Regions from separate parts of the Rattus norvegicus genome. Here region 2 is linked to region 1. A link is a contact called in public HiChIP or PLAC-seq data. All regions are on one chromosome and are shown on one strand. The core of a region is the stretch at or near the end of the contact, and the rest is flanking DNA. Distances in the headings are between cores, read along the strand shown.

What was found. HiChIP or PLAC-seq counts read pairs in DNA pulled down with a chosen protein or histone mark.
Region 2: a contact with region 1 is called in an H3K27ac HiChIP or PLAC-seq map of oligodendrocytes, with 2.9 times the contacts expected there. The contact joins two enhancer-like sites. A contact is called at or near these places in 3 of 12 Hi-C or Micro-C datasets (Schwann cells, liver and mammary epithelial cells) and 1 of 1 datasets of contacts at active chromatin or transcription factors (oligodendrocytes).

What each region holds. Positions count from the first base shown.
Region 1 is chr10:45,415,499-45,419,468 of GRCr8, forward strand. It overlaps a transcript of Rai1 not described here. Among named protein-coding and RNA genes, the nearest start is that of Rai1, 30 kb to the right of the region's middle. Within about 2 kb of position 1,798, at least 15 of the 93 cell types and tissues checked have an H3K27ac peak or open chromatin away from gene starts, as enhancers often do.
Region 2 is chr10:45,565,859-45,569,905 of GRCr8, forward strand. Tom1l2 (target of myb1 like 2 membrane trafficking protein) reads right to left here. Exons shown (of 15, transcript NM_001399549.1): 6 at 3,972-4,047; 7 at 1,232-1,348. Among named protein-coding and RNA genes, the nearest start is that of Srebf1, 39 kb to the left of the region's middle. Within about 2 kb of position 2,208, at least 12 of the 93 cell types and tissues checked have an H3K27ac peak or open chromatin away from gene starts, as enhancers often do.

The DNA of each region.
Region 1 (3,970 bases), core at 548-3,047:
ATCCTGTAAAGTCACTGTATCCTTCCATCTGCCCACTTAATGTGTGCAAAAGGCTGTGGACAAATGCATAGTTTTATTTCCCCTCAAGTGAAACCATACCCAGATCTCTTAGTCTGCAGCCCTGGTTTCCCTTCTCTCTGGAAGGGGAGTGGGTGAGACTCTGGATGGACTCCTGGCTCCACCATCTGCTGAGGGAGTTGTTTACCACCCTGGGCCTCAGTGTCTCCATCTGTACAATGAGAATCCCAGTGCCGACTGCAGCTGTAGGTATCCATAGATGGTTAGGTCGGTGATCCTGAGAAAGGCCAGCTGCTGCTGCTTCGCTCCTGCCATGGCTGTCTTCCGTGTCGACGGCAGCACATACTTGTCCTTTTCTGCCTCAACCAGCTGCCTGGGCTGTGGTATGTATGTGTGTTTGTGGTTCCCAGGGAGGAGGAGCCATGCGCATTGGCAATGATGATGTCCTCAGACCAGGGTTCTCTTTGGGACAGGCCCTGGATGTCAGGCCCCAGCAACTGTGGACTGTCCAAAGACCTAGTGTTTTCAAAGCCATGTCAGGGTCTAAGCATGAAATATTCCCTAGGTTACTGCCCAGTGACAGGTGTGTGAGACCCAGGCAACAGCAAGATCTTTATGGAAGAGAGGGTTGTGAGCAAGTGATACACGGGGCAGAGGTAGAGAAGGAGGGAGAATGTTTCTGCTGCACTTGGGAGACTTTGTGTTTTAGTCACTTGACTCAGGAGAAATGGTGGAGGAGCCATTCATTGTGCCAGGGCCTCCTTGTTGACCTCCTTGCCATCTTTTTTCTGAACTCCAGTAGCTACCTTGAAGCCTCTTTTTGATTTTTGACCAGAGGCTAGCCTGGGGTATTTCACATGCTCCCAGAATTCTCTCAGTCCCCTGCCCTACTCCTGCACATTACCCTCCTTTCAGTTCAGCTATTTTCCTGCCAGCCTCTTGAGTTTGCCTGGGCTGCCCTTTCCACCTGGGTGCCCTTCATCTGCCTCCCAAGACCCAAACAGACATCCTGTCTCCTCCTCCTGACCTCCAAGAGAATGAGTCATCTCTCTTTGTCTATGTCAGTGGCCTAGCGTGGATCTCTGAATGATAGGCCCTTCTGCCTTGCACATGAGGCTAGAGCAGCTGAGCCCCAGTGACTCCTTCCAGGGCCCATAGCCAGGGGTGGGGACTAGAGCTCAGATGCTTAGGAATGCTTCCTGGTAGGGGCCCCAGGTGAAGTGCAGAGGATAGGAACCTCACAGCCCCTCAGAGGCCCCTTTGATCCTTGGCTGGTACCTGTTCTCTGTGAAAAAAGTGTGTGTGTGTGTGTGTGTGTGTGTGTGTGTGTGTGTCTGTGTGTGTGTGTCTGTGTGTGTGTGTGTGCGCACGCGCTTCAAGAAACCTAGGGGACTGGAAGAAACTGGCTCATCCTGTTTCTCCAAGAATGAGGGTGAGCTGTGCCCCTTTCCGGTGGGTCACTGAAGACCTAAGATTGGAATGTGACACCAGGGAGGGGGAGGCCACAGGAGGCACAGGCTGAGGCTTGGCTGCCAAAAGACAAGAGTTTGTTCTGCTGGTTCTGGAGCCCTTGAAACAGAAGGGCAGGTGTGGGAGAGACAGATACTCGGAGACTCAGAGACGCATGTGCAGGGCTGAGGTGTGCAGGGCTGAGGGAAACCTTGGAAGCAGAGAGTGGGAGAGAAGGGGACATACAGGACTGAAAGAAATTGAGGTGTTCTTGCTACAGATGAATAGGCTTTCTCAGGAGAGAAAGCAGTCAACATGCACAAGGGCTCTGGCCACACCAGACATTCTTCGGTTCTTTGAGCTTCATTTCTGTGCTCACAATGAACAATCCAGTGTTAAGTCTTCAAGGCTCTTGAAGTGTTGTCACTAGGCAGACAGTCAACAAATGTCCCATTTTTGCACAGTTGCTTGCTTGGGGCAATAGGGGCCTGTGAAGAGGAGAAATGGCTGTTCCAGGGCCCCGGATAGAGAGGCGGTATGGCATTGGCTGGGAGCTGTGGATGATATGCTGGAACCAGCCAAGGAATCTTTCCCCCTTGCTCTCTGGACTCAATGCCATCAGTGTCAGCACAAGGTAGACTGTGTTTGGTCTCTAGGCCTGAGCTGCTCACTTTGTGTGTGTGTGTGGAGAGAGGGCTGCTGCAGCTAATGGAGAGGGCTAATGGGATCAGGCAGCAGGTTTGCTGAACGCCCACCCAGACCTGTAGGAGCTTGCAAAAGGGTGTGCAGGGGAGACTGCTCATCTGCACAGTGGGCTCTCTTGGGACAGATCAGCAAGCACCAGATTAAGAATCAGAGAAAATGTCTGAATTCCAGCCACTGCTGGAATTAGGGGAGCCACTTTCCTTCAGCATCAGTTTCTTCTGTCAAGAATGGGAATATGAATTGCTATCGGTATTAAAAGTGACCTTGATGTGTTTTGTGATCTCAGAAACAAAGAGGGTCCTGTAGCCTCAGGACAAAGATTTTCAGGGAGGCCAGCCTGAGTTCAAATCCTAGCATCAGCTACTGTTTGGAGGGCTCTCTTCCTCCATTTTAAAATGAACATAATGAGAGGACCCTGCTGGCCCACAGCCCTCCTCTTGGCTGTTATTGTTGGGTTGAGTCTTGCTTTTGTGAGGTTTAGGTGGAACATAGAGCCTTTCGCCTCTAGGCAAGTGAGTATCAACCCTGTGGTGTATTCCAGTGCTGGGCTGATTCTTACTGCTAAAGAGCTTTGCAACATAGACAAGGTATCAATGACTTGACAAAGTCACCTCTAACCCTCACTTGCAAAACAGGGAGTCCAATGCCTAATTCTCTTCTGGCAAGGTGGAGGTCAGTGGGGGAAGGCACATGAAAATGACTGGCTTCTGGCCACAGTTTCTATTTGCAAAGGGATTTTGCCCCAGTGATGAGAGTGGACCCTAAGTGGCAGTGTGACCAGTTTCATTTGTATGTTCACATGTACTGAGTGATTCACGTTGCAAGGGCTTTGACCATCCCTAAGGCTCCATCTGTCTGCCCTACCTTCTCTTTCTCTCTCTCTCTCTCTCTCTCTCTCTCTCTCTCTCTCTCTCTTGCACTTGGGTGTTTTGCCTGTATGTATGTCTGTGCACCAAGTGTATGCCTGGTGTTTATGGAGGCCAGAAGAGGGTGTTAGAGCCCCTGGAACTGGAGTTGCAGTACATTTTTTAAAAAGTATTATTTCTGTGTAGGTGTCTGTCTGTGGGTATGCCATGTGCTACCCTGGAGCTGGAGTTATAGATGATCACAAGCAGCCCTGGTGTGGGTGCTGGGCTCTGCACTTCCATCCTCTGGAAGCAGCATGGGCTCTTTTAACTGCTGAACTATCTCTCCAGCCCCTCTTATGCATAGTTCTAAGCACCCTGGCTGCCTAGGTTCTGACCTAAGTTATGTTGCTTGGGCAGGTTACCTATCTCCTTTGTTCATTTTCCTTGTTTATGAGGCAAAAGGCAAGGAACACCCTCCTTTTACATTCCTAATGGCAGAATGAAGAGATCTGAGTTCACACAGATGAAGTACCATAGTGTCTGATATGTACAAAGTGCTCTCTTAGCTAGGCTGTAGTGGTGCATGCCTTTAATCCTAGCACTCAGGAGGCAGAGGTAGAGGCAGAGGCAGGTGGATCTCTGTGTTTGAGCCAGGGATACAGAGGGAGTTCCAGGACAGCCAGGGCTACTAGAGAAACCCTATCTTGAAAACAAACAAACAAACAACAAACAAAAAACACCCCAAAACTAGTGAAACAAATGAACAACCCCCAAACAAAGTGCTCTTTTCAGAAACGTCTCTTACTTGCTGTTGCCTGGGGAAGGTCAATCTAGCTAGCCATACTCCTTCTAGAAGTACCACCTACTGGCAAGGGGTAGTGGGCCTGCTAGAACAGCCAGCTCCTGGATCAGTACTATCCCAGACAGGCTACTAGGGTAACATAAGGCTG
Region 2 (4,047 bases), core at 958-3,457, 150 kb after region 1:
ACCAAGCCTTGCCCCATAGAAACTTAGGGTTTGGAGTGGGGAGTGGGAACTCCAAGTAGCAGAACTACTGGGCATGTATATTACCAAAGTGCAGGGCCATCAGAGCCAAGTTTCCTGGGCGACCAGTGTGTGTAAACAGCAAAGTGGGAGACGCAGTACTCAGTTACACAAGACTGCCAGACAGAAATAGCAACAGCAGTAGCAGAAGTATCATGAGGCACTGAGGCCAGGTCATCAATCCAGCATGATTCCTGATCTGTCCACTCATGTACCCCACCTCTCGGAGGAGGGATCTGATACTCGCAGCTCACAGCATCCTCTCTCTACCCTTCCAGAAGGTCGCTACCCTGAAGGGCAGTGCCACTGCCTCTTTCTGTACAGGAGTCCCTGCGTGCTAATATGACTGGGCTCCACTTCTGCCTCAGCCTCACAGGCTCTCAGCTAACTGAAGGATGAGACTGCAGCCTGGCTGCCCTCTGTCTCCTTTCCTACCATGTCCAAGATATGTAGGGTGGGCTCGGGGTCTGGTTCAGTGGTGGAGTAACTTGCCTAGTGGGCACGGCCCTATGTCCCAACTCCAGCATCACCATCTACAGCGTTCAGAGGCAAAGAGGCTGGGGGTGGGGCAGCAGCTTCTCAGGAACCAGTGTTCACCCCAAGCCTGAGCAGTTCCAGCAGTGAGGCAGAGAACAGGGGGTTTAAATTTACCTCAGAATGGCCTGCCTTAGGATGAGAGACTAGCAGGGCTTCTCCATGTCTCCAAGGCCCAAGAACTCTTATTCCAAAATGTTTATGACACAGTAACAAGGGAGCAAAGTCATGAACAGGACTATACACATAGCAAGGTTTCAACTCAATGTAAAATGCATGAACACAACAAAGAGTCTACCTGAAAATACATCAAAAGATAAATTCCACTTATTGCAGATGGCTAAACCAAAGAAAAATATTTTTCATTTTGATAGGCACATATTCTACAACTGGTACTTTAAAGTGGGGAAAATTATTAAATAAAAAATTTAAAGTACAGAGTGATACTGGCCTCTGCCCATCTTCAAGAAGTAAGGCTGAATGTGAACCAACATGGACTTGGACCCTCTCCACCATGGTGCCACCAGACTTGTCAACATGGTTGTGTGCCCAAGTAGGGTGCTCCCACAGTATGCAGCACTGCCCCTAAGGGCCCAGCCAGGCACTCAGCCCATACTTCCGAAGTTAAGGTTATCCTCACCTGTAGTAGTTCCAGATCAGAAGAATCCTCCTGCCCAGGGACCATTTCTGTTAACATCTCAGACATGACTTTTGTGTTTCCCCGAACAATGTCCAGCTCACTGCGCAGCCTAGCAATCTGTAGGTCAAGGAAAAGGCAGGAAGAAGATCAGTGAGCTACAGGATCAGAACCAGCCAGCCCACAGCCTGCAACATCCTGCCACTATGAGATTACCTAGATTAATCTGAACCATAGGAGTAGCCTCTTACCCGCTTGGCTCTGCCTACCAAGGGTTGGAGTATGGTGAGAACCACATGGAGGAGGCGGGGAACCCTGGTCACTAAGTCTGTTGTTTGTATCTCGCTGTCCATAACAGCATGTGGAGAACGACGTACAGTAAGCAGCATGGGGCAGAAGAGAGCTGAACACTCGCAGCTCTCCTCCCACAGGGCCCTCAGAGGCCTGTAACTGACTAGGCTTCTGTTTCTTCTCTCTGAAATCAGTATATGGTAGTGCAGGTGCTCCAAGATCCCTTTATGACCCTCATGAACATAGACTCTGTCCGTTCCAGCGTCATACCCTAAAGGAGGCTGGCCAGTGCTCAGAGCATTCTTCTGCTAAGAAAAAATAGGTGAGGAGTAGGAGCAGACTTTTAAAAGCACCCCACCCCGCCCAGTCATCAGCATCCGCAAACCCTGAGCCTTCTCTCCTGCAGTTGGCATACTGTATTTTGTCTCCCTCAGTCTTCCAGTCTGAGCTTTGGGTTACCTCCTGGGTTTCTAATCCTTTCAAGACACCAGTGGAAGCCACAGGTACATTCTCTGTCCACAGTGAGACTCATAAAAGTTATACAGGAATGGTGTCATCTCAGAGTTACAGCCTGCCTTGAGTTATGTGCAGAGGATGCTACAGCACCAATGTCTACAGATGGACTGGCTTCTTCCAAGCCTACCCACTCACCTATGGGAAGGGAGTGATAACCCCACACCTCACAGGTTGCTGTGGGGTCTACCTCATGCCTGATATACCTGGTACAATGCATACTGGTGACCATAGGCACACCTGTCCTATAGTGTCCCAGAGCTGGACGGAGTGGGTACTTCTCCTGCAAGAGACCTATTCCAGATCCATACCTGTCTCTCCTAGCAAGGCCTTTCCATTTCCCCTGGCTTGCCTAAGTACAAACACCTACCAGTCTCCCTCAGCCTCTCTCATGCTATAAGAGTCTCTCAGCAAACTCTTAACTCTTCAGGGAGTAACCTCAACAGACACCTGAAAGATGGATTGGGCTCCAGAAGCCAGCCTCTGCCTTACTTCGGGGGTAGCCTCGAAGCCTCCTTAACTCTTGAGTAAGAAGATTCTACCGCTGATGGGTTCTGAAGCAGCCCAGGCCACACACTATCTATCCTACATGCTTCAGTTTCTATTTTCCACCTGGGGTGGGAGCCACAGTTCTTAGGGTTGCTACACTTACCACTCAGGGTCTCCTCTTGGTTACTCCACTGCTGATGACCCTTTCTTAGCACCCACTACACTGCAGTGAGCCAATGCAAGGGCTCCATTGCCATTCAGCTTGCAATACTCTCTGTTTCCTCTCAGAGCAAACCTGGAGCTCTGCCCAAGGAAGCAGGGCCTAGAGCCAAGACCTCTGTCCACAGCTCCCCTTTACAAAGGCTCTGGTTCTGTGCGTGAAGAGGGGCAGCATTCAGTGACCCAGGCCCGACTGAGAGCATTAACTCCACATTTCAGCAACAGTGTTTGGTAGAGACATGGGAACGCCTTCCTTCTGTGGACCAGGGTCAGGACCTGGCTACCTGCTCAGACTGAAGTTAGTTATTCTACTGAAGCCTTACATGGAACGGAAGAATGTGGCTTGCACCCAGGCCTATGTGCCTCCTTGCTTGCATCCTGCTTTCCCCACATGCTCTCCCTTAGCATGGGCAGAAGGACAGAGCTCTACCTATAAACAACTGCCTGAATTCCCGTTTTAACAATGTTCCATAGTAATGGCACTGTAACAAACGGAACTGCAAACAGCAAGTAAATTTCTTCCAAGTCTCACCCACTCTAAAATCTCAATAGAATTCTATAGATTCAACTAAAAATAGTCTCTATAAATTCTCTAAAAATACAATTTAGTGAAATTACCAGTAACTTATCAGGATGTAACACTCAGACAGAGGCAGAAGAGGTTTCTGGAAGGCCTCCTCCATCTAGCTGTTGCCTCCAGGGTACCTCATTGATTAAATATGAACTGTGATGGCTGGCACATCTCATGGCATCCATGCTCTCCCCAAGGGGAGATGCCTATTCACAGTTCGCCAATGCTCCTTTGCTTTGGACCTTGCTTTCTGTCACCCATCTTCCCACTCAGCCTATATGCTAACCCACTCTGCAGGTGGACTGGATGTTCCCCGCTATGCTACTATTCTGTGCTGTGTGTGCTGATGATATTGCCTGCATAGGCCTCAGCTGACAAAACCCCAGGCCCACTCCAGAGCCTCTGTGCCAAGTTACCAGTTTCCTTCTATGCCTTGCTCAGCCCTGGCTCACGGAATCTTCAGTTCTGCTTCCTACCACAGAAGACCACATACTACTGCAGTGATCTCCAATCTGTCTACTCCAGAGGCCAGGTCTTTCCATCTTTGTGTCCCCACACCCAGCATAGTACCTGGAAGTCTAGGGAAACTTCTGTCCCCTGGAGAGGTACAAGAGGGCAGTTAGCTGGTTTGCTTATGCCAAACTAGAAGCACATGAATACCTGTTCTGAATTGGCTGTGATGGGGCCCGTCACACTCAGAGCCGGGGCCTGTAGAGTAGAGTAGGGAGCTGCAGGA